2 separate regions of the Bombyx mori genome follow, and region 1 is linked to region 2. The links are chromatin contacts, called in public Hi-C maps. All regions are on one chromosome and are shown on one strand. The core of a region is the stretch at or near the end of the contact, and the rest is flanking DNA. Distances in the headings are between cores, read along the strand shown. Region 1 holds the start of E74 (transcription factor E74). Region 2 overlaps E74 (transcription factor E74).

What was found. A called contact is a pair of places that touch in the nucleus more often than the background predicts.
Region 1: a contact with region 2 is called in a Hi-C map of midgut, with 1.5 times the contacts expected there. The contact joins the promoter of E74 here to the enhancer-like site in region 2. A contact is called at or near these places in 2 of 7 Hi-C or Micro-C datasets (midgut and whole pupa).

Annotation. Positions count from the first base shown.
Region 1 is chr15:810,977-813,811 of ASM3026992v2, reverse strand. It overlaps E74 (transcription factor E74), which reads left to right and starts at 1,528. Exons shown (of 10, transcript NM_001043979.1): 1 at 1,528-1,832.
Region 2 is chr15:718,681-721,946 of ASM3026992v2, reverse strand. All of the region lies in intron 3 of E74 (transcription factor E74), which reads left to right. The region is part of intron 2 of LOC101739180 (U7 snRNA-associated Sm-like protein LSm11); the gene reads right to left. Among protein-coding and RNA genes, the nearest start is that of LOC101739180, 7.5 kb to the right of the region's middle. Within about 2 kb of position 1,951, at least 8 of the 8 cell types and tissues checked have open chromatin away from gene starts, as enhancers often do.

The DNA.
Region 1 (2,835 bases), core at 279-2,778, 92 kb before region 2:
CCTTTTATTTCAAGACATCAGTCTCATATTGTGTTAGTATTACAAAGAACTTACGAACTATGTTAGTATTTAAATAAATTGAATATAATGAATTAATATATTGAATATAATGAGTTAATATATATAAATGAATTGCTGTTCGTTAGTCTCGCTAAGAGAACAGCTGGACCGATTTGGCTAATTTTGGTCTTGAATTATTTGTGGAGGTCCAGAGAAGGTTTAAAAGGTAGACTTAAGCATGAAAATGTTCGGAATTAAACGTCGGACGGATTCATTTTGTTTGTTTTAAATTTATTTTATACAAAAGTTTAGGTCTTTTATTTATCGATTGAGGCACTACGAAGTCTGCCGGGTCAGCTAGTAGAAGATATAATTGCTGCTTAATGGGTCGAGCATTTGCGTTTGGTATTAATTTCGATACAATACTATATAGCTTCTCGTAAAACTGCATCCACGATACCATTTGAATTCAGCTGCTCATCTCAAGAATTGAAATTGAGTCTCAGTTCCATTGGAAAAACTGAAGTCGTATTCTTTAGAACGGAACGCGCAAAAGCTTCGCGTTCGAAAGCTCACGCCACGCCCGAGGAACTACCACTAGTTACTATAAGTCCAGTAACTTCGTTGCCAAAAATTTGAAGATTCTAGATGATGGGCCAAGCGCTGGGTCAAACGTGGTCAACTATTTATAGGCGGACTAAAGCAATTAGTCACAGTATCATAAATAATTTATGCTTTTGGCTAAAGTCTCATGTAAGAGGTTCAATATTTTCGTATTATTTTTGTATTTTAATTGTCGTGTCAATATTCGCTGTTGGCCGGCTAATATCAGGTGTGTCTTCAGGTTCGCCCGTTTGATCTAATTTAAAATTTCCGATTATATTTTCTTTAATTAATTTTTCAGTTCCAAGTACACTTGATAAGATTAGCGTTAGTCATCAATCTGAAACTGGATGGATATCGCAATGAAATTTATCAGTATAATCTATACTCTGGTATTTCCAGCCCAATTATTGGGAAAAGACAAAATTAGGTACATGTTTAGCCTCAAAATTGTAACGGTTTTACGTTATAATCAGATTTTCTCTAGTCAAGAAAATCAATATGTAAGTAACCTTTTAGATTTTGACATAAAGCTCTTTCATTTATTTAAAAATCCTAAATCGCCAGTAATTTTGTTTTTGCCGACAAACATAATCGGATATTCGTGGAAAAACCTTTCATAATGTGAGGAGCGTGCCGCGCATTGATTTGGGGACTTTAGGCCAGATTTGTCTAAAAGTATAATACAGTATTTAGAATTCTACAATGAAAACACGTGCTAAGCGTACTCAGAAAACTTTTAACGGATTAAATCAGTCTGAAGGTACTGTTATGTAAAAAATTGAACTGTTTATTGGATGGGAGGCATTTTGACCTAATTCATTTTCGTCAATTTCAGGGTTCCACAATGATAACATTAGTGCCGTTGTAATAATACACGCGATCGGCCTCCGCACGCCGACAGGGGCGCGGTGTGACCAGTTCAGTGACTCGTGAGCCGCCGTCGGATGCGGACGTCAGTGAGCGACGCCCCGCTCTCACAAACAGCTCGACGTACGAGCGCAGCCTACAACGTTTTGGAACTCCGTGAGACGTGAATTTGTTTACGAGAACGAAGTAAAAAAACAAACCTTTGACAGTGACAGCAGTTTTGAGAGTGCTTTTTTGGAATTTTTTGACAAAAGATTTTTCGTTATATGCCAGGTTTTTTTTTTTGAGTTTCATGAATATTTTTTTGTGTGGATGTGTTGGAAGGATCAGTGAACCTTTTGGATTGCTTTTTGGACTTGGTAAGTAACAAAACAATCATCGTTATGTTCTATGTATTACTTTATTGACAAAGTAATCTTTTTTGTTACTGAGAAAAAAAAAATGTTGACATTGTGATAACATGCGTCAACTAAATAACTCTGTTTTAAAAATTCATAAGTAAGCATTGCATCGTTCATGTCAAAATATTTCAGTAAGGAGTACATATTATTAGCGTACATATTTTGGTAATACACATTTGAATAAATATATGTACGGTTTGATCTTGCGTTAGTTTGTTATTTTCTCAAATAAATTAACTAGTTGTGATACAAACTATGAATTATTGCACATATTGATTTATAGAATAAACAGAATCTAAATTATATTGTTTCGCTGTTTATTGTATAAGCTCCGGTAGTCCGGTATACTTACGTTTTTATTTATTATTAATATTTTTTCTTCATGTAATAAGTAATTTAATTTTAATAACAAAATTATGTATTCCACTTGTATGCTACATGTAATGTATAAAATAATATATAAAAAACATTAAAAATATCTACATTTCTATCAAATTTAAATTGAATAGACTAATTAATTAATAGCAACGTTTTTTCTTAAGTTTTGACCTCGAAATTGCCATCACTATTAATTATACTACTATAAACGTAATTCTCTAGAAAACGAATTTTCCGGCGAAACGTGAAAAGACCGACAGAATGGCTTCAGTGTCGCAGCGACAAAATCCTCTAATGTGCAACACACTTTATTCTTAAGGTCGAACTAAAATAGCAATTAAGGCATACAATCATCGAGCTGGTGTTTAGGCAGTGACCTTGCTCAGTTATCTCTCTGAATTACGCAGACTGCACGAACTATTGCCGAACAATTGGGCACAATTCTTAAGGGTTTTTCATTCACTCATATGAGCATTGTTGTAATAAAAAAAAAGTACGATGGATAATCTTTCAAAATCTCTTCTAGTCATTTCGGTCTTTAAAGGTAGAAAAGGCGTAATACGCAAGTAGGACTTCGACAAAG
Region 2 (3,266 bases), core at 702-3,201:
TGGTACCTGTAACACAAGTTCTTTACGAACTTATCACGGGACCAGTAAACGTGGCGTGATTGTTAGTAAATATTATTTATTTATTTAATTCATCTCAACACTAGTTCGTTTTTTGGTAATTCTAAATTTGAGTATACAACTTCTTTTATGATATTTTCTTGGAGTTTTGAAACGCTCCGCTGTATGCTAAATTTTCCCGATGTGTAAGAATTTTGCGTAAGTCGTGAATTTTGATCCATTCACATATTATATCTTATTCAGATTAGCTAGGTGACAGGTCAGGTCATTATCTAGACATCTATTCAGTTCAATCAGACACTAATTTTATATTAGATCTTATCTGTACGTTACTGAAAGCCGCATCCAAATTGGTCCAGGCAAATGCGGTGTGAGTATTATTAGCATGCATAGAGAAACAAAAAAGTTATCTTTAAGATTATTTAGTAATTAATGCACATGTTTCTAAAACGTTAAGTTGGAACAGTGATTTCAGATGAAATGTGCAAAAAACTCAAGTGCTATGATATTTTTAGTTCAATTGAGGTTAATCACATACTCGTTCCGATATCTTCGAATTCAAGTATATATACTTATATACCTTCGAATTCAAGTATATAGGTACACTTATCGACCTATTTAATTTTGCATGTTGTTATCCGAAACACCAAGAAAGTTTTGAGCAAGCAATCGTAATTATAAAACTACGAATCTATAAGCACTGCGTACTTGTGAATTTCAGAAGAACTGATAATCGATGCCTCCAATGAACACTAGTCTAACTCCAAATTCGTAGGTTTACAGGAGGAGCTTTTAAACGAAAAAAGTTGATAAAAATTTTATTACTGCAGATATATTTATGGTTTTTTTCTTGTGTAACTAGCTGATTTACTCTTGCTTCGAACCCCATCAATAAAGAATTTTTAATACTTTTAAAATAGTGAAGCGATTTGCGTGAAAAATGAAATTTTCAAAATGTTGAGTTAGAGTAGTTGTTCATTGGAGGCATCGAAATAGCATTGACCAATGAAACTGCATCCTATTCATTGAGAGAAACGCACGTTGGACCACGGTCGATCTTCATTAATATTAATTCATTGCTGGACATAAATTCTGATTATCCGATTCCAGCCGACCGTTTTGCAACATACATTGCTCCATCTGGATGGGGCGCGCGCTCCACAATCCTTACTCGAGAATTCCTCCAGCAATTGTCGGTTCTAGAGCACACTATCGTGTGGCAGCTTCACGCTAACTACAACGACAGTTGGCATACTAAGAGCACCAATACTGTCGCGTTTTTAAAACTTGCGTCATTACTTGGTATCAACTGTTGAATTGACCTGGTTTTTGCGATACCTATCTATTCCTATAGCAACGCATCTACATTCCATTAACTATTCCGTTATGGAATTAAGATTTTTTTTATTGCTTAGATGGGTGGACGAGCTCACAGCCCACCTGGTGTTAAGTGGTTACTGGAGCCCATAGCCCTCAGGTATAGTTACAACGGTTGCTCCATCTACCCTTCAAACCAAAACGCATTACTGCTACACGGCAGAAATAGGCAGGGTGGTGGTACCTAGCCGCGCGGACTCACAAGAGGAGATTTCGGTTTCATATATCAATTTAGGCCGCATAATTCCCATCAGCGTTTTGCAAGAAGTGAACTGCTCGTCTGAATGGTAGATAGCTTTATATACTTTAATGCATCCAAAATATACCTCAAAGTACCTAAGAAAAACCTCAATTCTTAACTATGTATAACGCTTTCAAATGCATCGCGAAGTACCAGAGCGGCATGGCTCACGAGCGGTTGCGTTCGCGAATTACTTTCACTCGCTATCCCCGGGCGCTGACCGACGCCGGCGGGGTCGTCGGCCGGCGAGCGCGGGAAACGACTCGCCGCCATCGCGCCATTCAGCAAAACGCGCGCGCCGCCATGTTTACACAGATGCCCGTCGACCCGCCGAAACGCGTTGCATCACTTCCGTTTGCGTTCCGTTCCACGCGCTCACGACTATGACGTTCCGTTTTTAGTTTTATGCGTTTAACACAATCATACGATTACGTAAGGCAATGTCCGTTACGTGTTATCGCATTGTATATGACGACAAGTCTAAAAATACTTTGATATGTAATTGTGTCTTAATTTATAATGTGCGAGGTAGTAGAATGACCTGAACAATTACATCGTTACTATTATTTATCATTACGACGTAAATAGATATTGGTAAATACAGAGACAATTCAGATGTTTAACAGTCAGAAACGACTTTGTACTGTCAGCTTATTTGAATGTTTTTGAAAGAGTTATTCATCACCTTTTTGACATGTTCATGGGTAAACAAGTTCACGCCACACCTGGTTTTAAGAAGTAACCAAATGCCATAGACATATAGGCAGAGTACTGCCACCTGCCTTAAGGCATGATGTCGAGATGTATTAATGACACCCTTTATCGTTCTCATAAGACCACTGTCAGTCGGAAGTACTCAGTTAATAAAATATGCATTCTAGTTTGTTTGTATTTAGTATGTATATATTTTTTTCTCAAATGTTGGTATCACCGAATATATTCAAACTACGTACGCCAAGATACAGCAAAAGCGTTATCGGTCATGGATCTTTTAAAAATTAGTGCAAAATTTACCAATTAAGCTATCGATAAGAACGTCACAAGAACTAAAAACCGATTTTGAAAGGGTTTTTCTTCTTTAGATTGATAGAAACAACCCAAAATATTCAAACTTTTGCGTCAAGCCCAGATGAATTAGTCCTAAGGTACTGCTTATTTATGCCCAAAGTAATCGTACATATAGCATATAAAGGCATTTTGGCCCTTGAAGCGAAATTCTCACGGTTGCTCATCAAGAATCACGGTATGTCAACGACCTATAGTACGGTGCAAGCGAGACAACCACAAGATACCACTAGCGTGGAAAGCTGTTATGCAACGTACACACGCGAAAGCAACGTTTGCAAACGACGGGTTTGAATTATCTAGATGACTTGCTGATTTATGCACTCACTCACTTGAAGTGACCATGGTCAGTCCGGGGACTAAAATGCACAATACACTGATAAATTGGTTCTAACACGTCATGCGACTTAGTGATGAGATTAAAATATTTTCATACACAAGTTTACCAGTTTTATCTGAGTCCAAAATTCATCAAAAGTCAGTTCTCAACTTGCCATTACCGCTTAGTACCTTCCAACCTAAGATACTTATTTTTGTCCATATATTAAATTCTTATGTATATTTC